Regions from separate parts of the Sus scrofa genome. Here all the other regions are linked to region 4. The links are chromatin contacts, called in public targeted proximity ligation maps. All regions are on one chromosome and are shown on one strand. The core of a region is the stretch at or near the end of the contact, and the rest is flanking DNA. Distances in the headings are between cores, read along the strand shown.

Region 1 (2,857 bases), core at 347-2,846, 300 kb before region 4:
CTGCATTTAGGGAGTGCCCCTTACACCCCTTTTTCACAAGGTGATATTGTTATGACTACCCAATGTCTTAAAAAAAATGAGAGGTGGTTTACTTTCAAATTCCTGCTTCACTGGTATACTCTAAATTATCACCTATATACTCTAAATTATCAGATATGCGTCCTTAAATTTAGCTCAGAAATAGTACTGTAGTTACTACAGGTGCTCTGTATTATTGATAGATACCAGGAACTTAAAAGTAATTAGGAATTCCAGTCCTGGTGCAGTGGAAACGAATCCGTCTAGCAACCGTGAGGTTGCGGGTTCAATCCCTGGCCTAGATCAGTAGGTTAAGGAACTGGTGTTGCCATGAGCTTCGGTGTAGGTCGCAGAGACAGCTTGGATAGTGTGCTGTTGTGGCTGTGTTGTAGGCCAGCAGCTTAGCTCGGATTCCACCCCTAGCCTAGGAAACTCCAAATACTGCGGATGCAGCCCAAAAAAGGGGAAAAAAAAAGGTATTAAAGTAATTACCTTCTCAGGAGACATGGACACTATTTTGTTCACTACATGACAGAGGAGCTTCTGTTTAGATGTTTAACAAGTGACAAAAAATTCATAATAACTTAATTTGCATTTCTTGGTAAAAATTAAAATGTCATAGCATATATTTTCAGAATGTATGCATGACCTTACTAAATCTTAGTCTTACTAAGATTCAGGCGAGAACATGAGAAGGAAGGTAATACTAATGCAGTGATCACGAATGATGAACCAGGCACTAGATGACAAATGGTTTCACTCACAAAAATGATAACTCTTGAGTACTCGATATAACTCAGCATAGCGTCTTCCGTGCCTACCTTCCTTAAAAGTCACACCCCCGCCGCCACTGTTCTGAAAAATAGCTCTCCAAAGACCCTTCGCAAGAGCAATGAACCCTCGGAAGATGCGCAGGGAAATGTACAAAGGTCTGCAGGCAAATACTAATTGAAGGGGGTGGGGGTGGGTCTGGAGTGTGTAACAGGTATGAAGGTGGCAGGAGTGGAAGCGACAATCCTGTCAACCTCTGCCATCCCCAGAAGTCAAATCCAAAGTTCCGTCCCTGTCTGAACAAACCTTCCTGGAACAACGGGCAACCTTTCCTTAAATCTAAAGCGACTGAATGAACAACACACTTCAATCCAAACCTCTGTCCCTTTCCAAAATCCCCTCTCAGTTACACAAGCCCTTTCCTGGACTTACCTCTCAGATTCTTACTCTCCCAATTGCAGGGGGCCTCACTTTACAGGTTCTTTGGCTAGATATCACGGGTTAACTTCCGCGCACACTCCTCTAGCATTCCGAAGCCGATCCGCCCCAACCTTGGGGACATCAAGCTTTTGGTTCACGGCTAATTACTTCCGATTACTCAGGGTTTCGTTTCCGGAATACTTTTCAGAAGGAAAACACTTTTGGTGCCATTTAAACTCAAGTGACGCAGTGACGCAGAATATACGATTCAAGACTTCAGTAAAACAAAACTGGGTAGACTCTTATTAAAAAATAAAAAAAAGAATACTTGGACCCTAGCCGCATATAAGCCTGAACTTCCGGGTCGCCTTTCAACCAAACGGAAGTGATGATGCTGGAAAGAGGTAGGTGGTGTTCCGTTGCTCCAAGCTACGGCGTGAAGGGGCGGGTCGGTCGGCTGGGTGGGCGGAGCTCTATTTACTCCCAGCCACTAAGGACAAAGGGGCGGGGTAGTGGCGGCCCGCTCCGAGTCCGGCAGTAGGTGGGGCTCTGTTGCCAGAGTAACCTGGCGTTGGTGTTGGTGTAGGTGTTTTCCAGTCGCAAAGTTACCTATTTCCTGGTGCTGAGATCCCGAGGCGATGGTGAGTGCAAGGCGGTGTCAGAAGAAAGGCATCGCGGTCTTGTTTATGCTTTGTCCCAGGTCCTGGGGCGTCTGGGCGTTGAGAGGCATCCAGATCGCTTCTACCTTCGGCTGGTTATTTCTTTGTCCCTTTCCAGGAACTGTCCGTGCAATTTCCTCGCTTTCCCTACTTCTTGCAGCACCCTGAATTACACTTTGGTCCTGCTGAGCCTGTAGAGTATTGTGACAGGAAGTTTAAGGCTAAGACACGGAGTCTAGTAGTCTGAGGTGAGACCTTATTTCGGTCAAACATTGGAGATGTATGCATTTTTCATCATTGCATTTTTTTCAACCTCTCAGCTTCACTTTAACACGCTTCATTTAAAAGTATGTGGTGATGTTTATTTGACTTTTTCATGACTGATCCGAATCTCTCTGAATCCTGTAGTCTTTGCTCTCTTGAGGGCCGAGTACCGTTCCACACCCTAAGGGCCACCTAATAATAGCTGCATTTTGCACTAGCCCTAAATTATACAGTTGATTACCTTTTAACAGGAATACTCCATAATATCACTTGGAAATCACTTCTGGAAAATTCACTTGCTAGAGCTTCACCTTCAGAAATTCTGCATGAATAGAAACAGGCTCCATATTTGCATTTTTAAAAAAGCCTATAGATGATTTTCATTCGATCACATGTTCGAGAATGCCAGGTATGGCTATGAAATTAAATATGGAGACCCACCCAGAGTTCCCGTTGTGGCTCTATGCATTAAAAACCAGAGTAGTATCCATGAGGATGTGGGTTTGATCCCTGGCCTCGCTCAGTGGGTGAAGGATCTGGCATTGCTGCAAGCTGCCGCTTAGGATTTAGCCAGAACCTGGCATTGCTGTGGTGTAGGCTTCGGATTGGACTCCTAGCGAGGGAACTTATATATGCCACAGGTGTGGCTCTAGAAAGAAAGAACAGCAACAACAAACAGAGATCCACCCACCACCCCTTCTTTCTCTGTTAGGTCTTGTGTTTCT
Region 2 (3,127 bases), core at 541-3,040, 260 kb after region 4:
ATCAGAGGTTTAACTGGGATTGACACTCAGATTATTGGCCTTCTCCTTGAAGTCTTTGTCTTGAAACCCAGAACTTCTTCGTTGGGCTCTTATTTCATTCTACATTTCCATTTGTAAGTTTTAAACTAGTAAGTTAATCCATACGCAAATTTTTATGAATGTCCCAAGGTAACTGCCAAATGAAATTCAAAGAAGCAGGGTCTCTGCCATCAAGAAGTTTTCATTTGGCTGCAAAGAGTCTCAGGAGGCATGTTCCATCCAGTTAGATGAAACATCTAAGATAGTTAGGTGACCATATTATTTGTAAATTTCCAGAGATGGTTTTAGGCTTATGATCTTGACCTGTAAACCTTGGAGCAAAAATAGTAACAGTAAAATTAACAAATAAGGGCAAAGCTGTAGACTCAAGGGTCTAGATGCTCATAGACTTTCTGTCGGGCATTTTCACTCTTATCAAACCACATATGAATGATGCTGACCTTTTTAGTAATTTGATTCTGACAATGGCACAGCAATGACAGAGCTCAAAGGCTGACAACCTAATATGGGCAAGCCAGAGAAGTAATTACTGCTTTAAATCAAAGAACAGTTTGTGCCCTATAGTAGGAAAATTCTATATTAAACAGAAAGTCCTCTATCCTCCATACCATATGGCATTAACCATCTTCCTATGGGTTTACTTCCCTGAACTTGGAAAAAGAGTCTGCCCATTTGGGCCTCTGGATATAAAAGGTGTGCTGGTGACCATTTCATTTTGCCATTGAGTCTTAGGTTTGGAAGAGTCCTTACCAATTATCTCCTCTAGCTTCCTACCCCAAATAGTATTAACTTTGAAAAATGGACTGCTTAGATGCTTTCAGTAATGGGAACTCAGCCCCTGCAAGGACCCCATATATCTATCCTCTCAGGCAGGGCATTCAAAATAACTTTGGGCAAGCGGATCTAGGAATCATTGTCTTCTCTTTAGTTCTTTCCTCCTCATTCTCTTCATATTCTTCCTCTAATTTGCAATGATTTCTGAGTATCCATTGAGCTTCCAAGATATTGATTCACAACTAAATGAAGGACCATATGAAAATGTGTTTTCGCAGCATATCCAGCCATACTTTTGGATAAGAAGGGGAAGAGCATTAAAGAAATTTTTGCTTAAAAAGTAAACTCAGTTTGTAAAGGGCTAATTGAATTCTCTGTCTAGCCATTCCCTATTTCCCCATGGCACTGTACTTTTCCTGGAAAAATTTCATCAGGCTGGAAAATTTAGCTTTTGGTTTGTTACCAGATTCATTTCCTGTCTCTCATGTGTTTTATCAGAGTTAGCTTTTAAACAAGGAGAGAGACCTACTTTCTCACACTGAGAGCCAAGATTTTAAACCTTTTTAAAAAATTACTGACTTGCCTAATGATCAAGTTCACTTCTTGAACATTGCCCTGGGCTGTTCTAAACCATCCAATTTATTGTAATTATGGATGGTACATCCACAGGGCAAAGACTTAATGCAGGCTTATTGTCCATATTTACTGAGCTTCCTAATTTTTGGAGCATAGCTAATGGTTAATTCCTATAGAGCCACCACTAACCCATATATCTATCACTTTTGCTCATTGGCAAAATATCCCATCTTTGAGGAGATGCAACTCAAAGTTGTACAACTTGGCTAGCAGAAGAAGACTTTGTGAGAAGCAAAAAGTCATCCCTTCCTCTGTAAAGATGTTGCCCTATGCCAGGTCTGTGCTTTGCCTTGCGTAATAAGTACAGAGTATACTGTAACAAACAAGCTAAAAATTACCAGTGGTGTATTACCATAAAACTTTGCCTCCAGTTCACACTAAAGTTACACATCAGCCTCCCACAGACAAGTAGGGGAAGAAGAGAGAGGGTGGAGAAGGCCGACATGTTTCTTAACCTCCTTTGCCTAGAGATAACACACATCACTTCTGTTTATGTTCCATTAATGCGAACCAGTCATTTGGACCCCCTAGGTGAAAGGGGGAGAAGGAGTTGGAAAGTATGGTTCATAGCTGGGCAGCCACATTTAAGATTCAAGATTTCTATGCCTGATAATTTGATACAATGCATTTTGAACAAGTCAAGGAATCTGTGCAGCCTCCATGCATGTGAGGATCCCATGATGCTCCTATTGATCAACTGTGGAGACTTAGCTCCAATGGCTTTTCAGATACCAACTGCTTCAGGCAGAGAAGTCATGTGAATATGGACTAGGAAGTCAATTAGGACTTGATTTTAAAATCTAAGAAAGTGTTTAGCCACCCATTGCCTTGGTTTTCTATCTATAAAATACTTTAAAAGTGATTAAAAAAAATTTCCCGTTAAGAATAATGAATGAAATGACTTGTTTGTCTCTGTTCCTTTCTGAAATCCCAGTGAAATGGTTTATTTATTTTATACGTGTAAAAATGTTATAATTTGTAAACCTGTAAGGACAATGGCAGAAGATTAATAACATCTACATAATTTCATATGACAGTGGACTCACGATGATAAGTGATTTGAAGCAACAAAGCTAGTAAAACCTTCCAAATTAGGGTGGCAGTGAGGAAAGCCAACAGCAAGCAAACTGACTTATACAATAAAACTATATAGAGGCTCAGGATTAGAAATACCAGCCACTTTTGTCAAAAAGAGTTTAGGGTGGAATTGAAAATAGGATTGACTGCAAACATCCTGGGAGCCAAGGAGGTGTGTGATGCCACACAAAATGTGGTGCTTAGAGGACAGTTTGCAAACGAAAGGGTAAGACACCCCTGCCTGGTTCCCAGACTTCAAGAAGTTAGGATTATTTTCTCTCTTCTCTGGAAAAACTTCTGGGCAAAAGAAAAGGTGTATATATACTGCTATTACTGCTATACTGCTATTAGGAGGGAATTAGTTTCTTACTGCTCCTGAAACAAACTACCACAAACTTATCAGTGTAAAATAATAAAAAAATATTCTTACAAATCTAGAGGATAGAAATCCAAAATGAGTATCACTGAGCTAAACTCAAGGTGTTGACTTTTAGGGGGTTCAGGAGGGTATTATATTTCTTTGCTCTTCCTGTTTCTAGAGGCTTGCCACTTTCCTCACTTTGTGTCCCTCTTCTTCCATTTCCAAAGCCAGCAATGGCAG
Region 3 (2,912 bases), core at 28-2,527, 450 kb after region 4:
AATACCCTGTGACAAGTCGGAAAGGCGGCCAGATCTAAGCCTGCACAGAGAACTCCGTCCTAAGAAATTAAGAACACGTGGGAAGGGGGCACCTGAGCAAGTGCTTTAACCTCTCTGCTAGCGCCAACGCTTCATCTAATCTGCTGGGACAACCTGCCAGCCACAGTGAGCCGGCTAAAGCCAGCCAAAGTCATCAGACCTACTTTGCCAAGAGAAATGAAGGACAAACTGATTCGTGCTGAATCTTCCCAATTACTACCTAGACTGATTGACAATGTAGGTAATTGCTCCCTGCTTGGCTTGATTAGAATGTTCTATTCTGAAAACATTAAAAAAAATTTTCCCTGGGGCCATGGATAGTCCTAATTTCCTGCTGGCAAGAGCCAGTAGCACCAACATCTCCTCATCTCATCTCCAACAAGCCACAGCTACTCTCTTCTACTCCTAGGAGTCCCTCAAGTCTCCCACCAGGAAGCCCAGGACCTAAAAAAGTCTGTCCTCTACCTTCACAGGGACTCTCCTTGTCCCATAGAGTGAAAGGCCATCAAGCCCAGTTCACCAATCCATCTGCTGTGGTTAGAGGTAGACAGAGCCATAGAATATCTTTCTCGTGAGAACAAAGCATTTTGCAGGGTGTGATTTATCACCCTCAGAAGCAGGAAGAGGGAACTCCTTCCCATCAACATCATCTTGCCTGAGCTGGGCAATCCATGAAAGCCCCCTCTCCCTCTGTCCCCAATTATCACATGGGACTCCTATTGGCTATTAACAACTGTGCTCACAGGATCAACTTTGCAAAAATTAGTCCTAAATATTAGAATGGAAGAGGTATGGATTCCAGCTGGGGAGTGGGGGGAACTGATGCAGAAAATCAGGGCCATGGTAGGATGACCAACTACCCCAGTTTGTCCTGGGTTAAAGGGCAGACACAGGACTTTCAGCTGGGAAAGTCCCAGATAGTCTGGGACAAATCAGTCACCCAAGTTAGGGATAAAGAAGACTTTTTCTTGGAAACTTGAGTTCTGAACTAAAAGGAATTGTTTTCCTTTCCAAAGCATACAAGAGAGTGTTTGCTCCCTGAAGAGTGACAAGGAAGAGGACCTCTTCTCATGAACATTTTAGAAATTTGATAAACAGAAATTTGATTGAGAGCGTAAAGAGAACAGAGTCCTGGGAGAAGGTATTAAGAAATCTAATGGGCTAATAATGTTCGGGACATTTAATCTTCAGCTATGCCTTGTTTATGCCAGTTGGAGTGGCATAAGCCATAAAAAAGATTCCCTATCCATGATGGCAGGATGGCATCCCCCACTCCACCTCTAGCTGTACTCACTGCATCCCTCCCCCAACTTAAACCTAGAATAGTAACAGCAGTCTTCTGCATGGCATTTTTCAGGCATTGCATGTGGGTCTCTTGGAAGCAGGCAGCTGCAGCATAATGGAAAGGGGCTCAACCTAGAAGTCAGGACACCTGAGTTCTATTTTGCTCCTAGTCCTCTCTGACTCAATGACCTTGGGCAAGCACTTAACCTTCTCTCAACTATAAAAAGGAGAAAACATCCCTATTCCTGCATCTCCCTCCACTGTAGTGAGGATCAAATGAGGTGACATGGGCTCTCAGTGAACCTAAAAGAATTAGACCTTGATCAACAATTCCCAGTATGTCTTAAACATTCCAGGTTCACCCAATCTTTGCTGCAGCTTTGGGGAACCTCAGATCCATTCTATTTGGGGATTTTGGGTACATCATCTTTTTGGGCATCTTCTGGAGGTTTAAGTTAAATCTCTTTCCAGGCATGTTTTGACTGAAATTACCCTCTTTTAACAATTCTCCATTCAGATGGTCAGATCTTTAAAGTTAGGGGCCGTACGGAGGTCAGTCATAACCAGAGCCTAAAAGCCTAGGGCAACAACTGAGGTTGAGAAGGTCAGCTGACCCTGGAAGAATCCTCAGGGTTTGAATACCTAAGAGACCATCACTTGAAGACACTTGGTATGAGAATTAACTCTGCAACTTTCTACAAAATCACTCTAAGCACCCAGTTTATTATCAATAAACTGAATGTTTATTGTGGAGCAAGGGGGATGGAGGAAATGGTAAATATTCTGCCATCTTCATGGGACTGTGAGAATTAAATATTATGTCAATATTTGGTAAACTATAAAATGTAATACCATTTAAATGTGAAAGACCAAAGCAATGAACTTTTAAAATTGTGGTAAAATAAATATTTAAAAGTATATAATTTTAACCATTTTAGGTGTTCAATTCAGTGGCATTAATTACATTCACGATATCATGTAATGGTTACCACTATCTTTTTTCATAAATTTTTCATCACCCCAAACACAAACTTTGTACTCATTAAGGCAACAACTCCCCCTTCCCACATCCCTTCAGCCCCTGTTAACCTCTAAACTACTTTCTGGCTCTGTGAATATTTCTATTCTAGATATTTAATATAAATGAAATCATCCAATATCTGTCCTATTGCGCCTGGCTTATTTCACTTAACACATCATGATGTAGCATGTATCAGAATGTCATTCCTTTTTATGGTTGAATAATATTCCATTGTATTATATACATTTCATTTATCCATTCAATTGTTGCTGAATAATTGAGCTGTTTTAATTTTTTACCTATTATGAATAATGCTGTAGTGAGCATTGACATACAAATATCTGAACACTTGAGCTGTTTTAATTTTTCACCTATTATGAATAATGCTGCAGTGATCATTGACATACAAATATCTGTGTGGATACTTGTTTTCACTTCTTTCACAGAATATCATTGCTGGGTGATAGGGTAATTCTATGCTTAGCTCTTTGAGGAACCAACAAACTTTTCCACAGGGGCTGCTCCATTGTACATTCTCACCAGCAATATATGAGGGTTTCAATTTCTC
Region 4 (3,095 bases), core at 488-2,987:
CCCTCAGGCCTCACTAGTTACCAGGAGTTGCTAGGAGATGGCCCAGGCCAGGAGCTGTTCACCCTATACACACCCAGTGTTCTTCAGGCTTTCCCTTCCACATTAAGAAACACAGAGAGCTATACTTAATGCATGAGAACTATGGCAGTAAGCCCACTGAAGGATGGAGATTTCCCAAAATAAAATAAAATACAAGCTAAAAGCCATCACTTTAAAGACCTACATTTAACATGGCTCAGGGATATCTATTCTTCCCAACATAGGTATGGGATGAGGTTTCACCTTGACTAACCTTGAAGTGTGATGCATTATTAACCCTTCACTTTTTAATCAAGAGACACACTACAGGGTGCATTTTTTTTTCCTCTACAGAAAATCATATATTCTAGCTTCTTCCATTTCAAAATGTCAGCCAAGCAATATTTCCCTGACTCATTCTCCTGCCCATGCTCACAGATCCTCCCAATCAGGAACACCACATCAGCACCTACCCAGGGCTCCCTTAGTGGCTGCAGTGGTGGTGCTAGTGGTGCAGATGATGATGATGGTGATGATGATATTAGAGAAGGGGGGGCAGTGATGCAGGAGGGGGGAGTTCCCTCCCTCTCTCTCTCTCTTCCGCAGTCACGACTCTTACAGATTTGCCTACAACTGCCCTTCAAAATGACCTTTTAAAAAAAGTCACCCTTCCTGTGTAGAGAGGTGGAAGACAAGTAAGCAATATAATTTTCAATGGGGAGGGGGTCTATTTAGCCAAGCAACAGGCTGCCCCAAATCGTATCAGATGACCTGCCTCTGCCTTTGTGCCATTTATTTCACACTAACCCTTCATCGTACCCGGTTCTGCATCTGGCTCTGTAGACACTGACAACAACCCGATTTTGCCATGTTTTGGGGCCAAGGCTCAGAAACGGAGTCCTGACATGGAGCTTCCTGGGTCATTCCTGGGCTGTGATGACTCCACGGCAGTTCACTGGAGGAAACTCTGGGCATCGCTACGAAATACTGCAGTGTGTATGGATTCTGCCATCACTACCGCTCCCCGCACCCCCACCCCACCCCCGCCCGCCGCCGGCCTTTGGAGGTACATATTTAGACTAGAAAAAAAAGGTGCTTTAACACACAACCTCGCCTGCATTCGGTCCGATTACCCTCAGGCTGTTCTTTCAGAGCCTCAAATCTTATTTTTTAGGACCTGACTACAAGAAGAGACATATCTAGTCTCCCACAGCCCGACCATGCCCAGGACCGAAGGGCTCAAGCGATGTCATATAAACTGCAAGTTCCCAAGACCGCTACAATATACGTAACCCTCTGCTTGCCCGCGCCTATCCAGGGATTCTGAATTCCATACAGGACAGCAAGCCCAGGCCCGCGCGATCGTAGCAGTGCTCACCACCCGACCCTCCGCCCTTGCCAGCGCGGAGCGCGCGGTGCGGTCCGCAGAGCCTGCCCGGGGGATGAGCCGAAAGGCAAGGCGCTGGGGGCGAGAGCTGCGAAACCCATACTTACACCAACTGCCACCGGTCCTGCCCAAAAACTCCTTCTTTTCGGAGTTCCAGATGAATTTCTTCCAGCTGCCCTCCTCCTTGGCTTTTCCGCGGGCCATGGTGGCGGGTCAGCAGCTGCTGCGGGGATTGAAGATGGGTGATTGCCGCGTGCGCTCTTGCGTCCTCTCCTGCCGATCAGTGTCCCCTGCCTGGCTCTCCGCAGGCTGCACCCGCCGCTGCCGCTGCGGCTTTCAGAGTGCCAGACGCGCGGTGGAGGAGCAGAGTCAGGAGCGGGAGGAGGGGGAGGCGGCGGCGGCGGGGGCGGAGGGAGGAGGGAGGGACCGCGCAGGCTGGGCGTCTCCGAGCCCCGCACCTATTGGTGGGCGCACGACCGCTCACTGGCCCTCTTTGGTCCGCCACGCGCTCCCCTTGCCCTTGGGGATTCGGGGGCTCCACAAACCCGCAGCTGCCACTCCAGCTGCCACCGAGGACGCGTGCTCGGCCCCCGCCTCCTGTGACCTCTGCAGAGACAGGCAGGGGACAAGGAAAAGTCAAAGGGAAGGACGAACAAATGGACTGCGGGCCCAGGCTACAGCCACCCGCCACGAGCCGAGAAATTGGCTGAGGGCGCACGCCCTACCTTTACTATATACCGCGCCGTGGCGACGGGGCGCCCCGCCCACTAGCGACCCGGCGGGCCAATAGCCGGCGTGGAGGGGGCGGGGCCTGGGGCCCGAGGGGGCGGGCGCGGGGTTGGCACAAAGGAGCTGCGGTAGCGGCGTGAGGGGCGGTCTAGGGAGCCAGGGAGCGGGGGCGCGGGGAGGGGCGGAGAGAACTGTGAGTGGCGAGGCCGCAGCACCTAACAGCCCCCTCCTCGCGTTGGGCTGTGCACGAACCCGCCTTTTCCGTAGTGAGGTGACCCGCACCTGCCTTGCCTGGCGCCCCGCAGACCCTTCGGGACCCCAGCCCGGCTGTCCCGATCCAGTCAGTCCCTCTCGTGCACTCTCAGCCTCTCTTCTCCGCACTTCCACTTCTCCTAGGCCCTAGCTGGGTGGGGGTAGGTCACTCCGGGACGCCTGAGAATCAGGGACTCTGCCCAGCTCCGCCCCGCCTCTCTGCTGCTGCACCTGCCACCCCCTCCGGTCTCCCCGCCACTGCGGTTGCAGTTCCGGCCCGTCCCTCTCCTTCCAGGCCAGCCCAGCCAGCAGCCCTGGCTCCTGACTGCCGGGCTATGCTCCTTGTGGGCGGCCTGAACCACCTCAAGCAGGATAATTGCCAAACCCACCCAGGGCGGCAAGCCGGATCCGGGGTTTGAAAGGGGTAGGAGGTGTTGGAGGCCGACCAGCCGGCCCCCAGTGGGTCGCTCCTTCAGAAACCAGTCGCATTGCCTGGCGGCTCACACCAGTCTAGACCCCGGCGGCGACAATGTTTGCACGTGACCTAGCCACCAATGACTCCCCTTGGCGTCGAATCCCAGGCTGGTGTTCTCAGGGACGGGTTTTCACGCCCCTTGGGTGGGTACCGACCACTTTGTTCTTCTCTAAAAGACCTGGGGCCAAAAAGGATCTGGAAAGCCTAGTATAAATCGCGAGAAGGTGCAGGCAA

Evidence for each region.
Region 1: a contact with region 4 is called in a targeted proximity ligation map of alveolar macrophages. A contact is called at or near these places in 1 of 5 promoter capture datasets (fetal liver), 2 of 47 Hi-C or Micro-C datasets (both in liver) and 2 of 2 datasets of targeted methods (alveolar macrophages and skeletal muscle).
Region 2: a targeted proximity ligation map of skeletal muscle shows a contact between it and region 4, with 4 times the contacts expected there. A contact is called at or near these places in 1 of 5 promoter capture datasets (liver), 3 of 47 Hi-C or Micro-C datasets (liver, psoas muscle and skeletal muscle) and 2 of 2 datasets of targeted methods (alveolar macrophages and skeletal muscle).
Region 3: a targeted proximity ligation map of skeletal muscle shows a contact between it and region 4. A contact is called at or near these places in 3 of 5 promoter capture datasets (fetal skeletal muscle and liver), 7 of 47 Hi-C or Micro-C datasets (embryonic fibroblasts, fetal heart ventricle, heart right ventricle and 2 more) and 1 of 2 datasets of targeted methods (skeletal muscle).

The regions. Positions count from the first base shown.
Region 1 is chr4:81,638,192-81,641,048 of Sscrofa11.1, forward strand. It overlaps BLZF1 (golgin-45), which reads right to left and starts at 1,597. Exons shown (of 7, transcript XM_003355067.4): 1 at 1,222-1,597. It overlaps NME7 (nucleoside diphosphate kinase 7), which reads left to right and starts at 1,716. Exons shown (of 13, transcript XM_021089439.1): 1 at 1,716-1,850. The coding sequence starts at 1,848.
Region 2 is chr4:82,199,376-82,202,502 of Sscrofa11.1, forward strand. It overlaps the pseudogene LOC106510108. Among named protein-coding and RNA genes, the nearest start is that of DPT, 87 kb to the right of the region's middle.
Region 3 is chr4:82,386,104-82,389,015 of Sscrofa11.1, forward strand. LOC106510102 reads right to left here and starts at 1,278. Exons shown (of 9, transcript XR_002343354.1): 1 at 1-1,278.
Region 4 is chr4:81,935,278-81,938,372 of Sscrofa11.1, forward strand. It overlaps ATP1B1 (ATPase, Na+/K+ transporting, beta 1 polypeptide), which reads right to left and starts at 1,738. Exons shown (of 6, transcript NM_001001542.1): 1 at 1,513-1,738. The coding sequence starts at 1,609.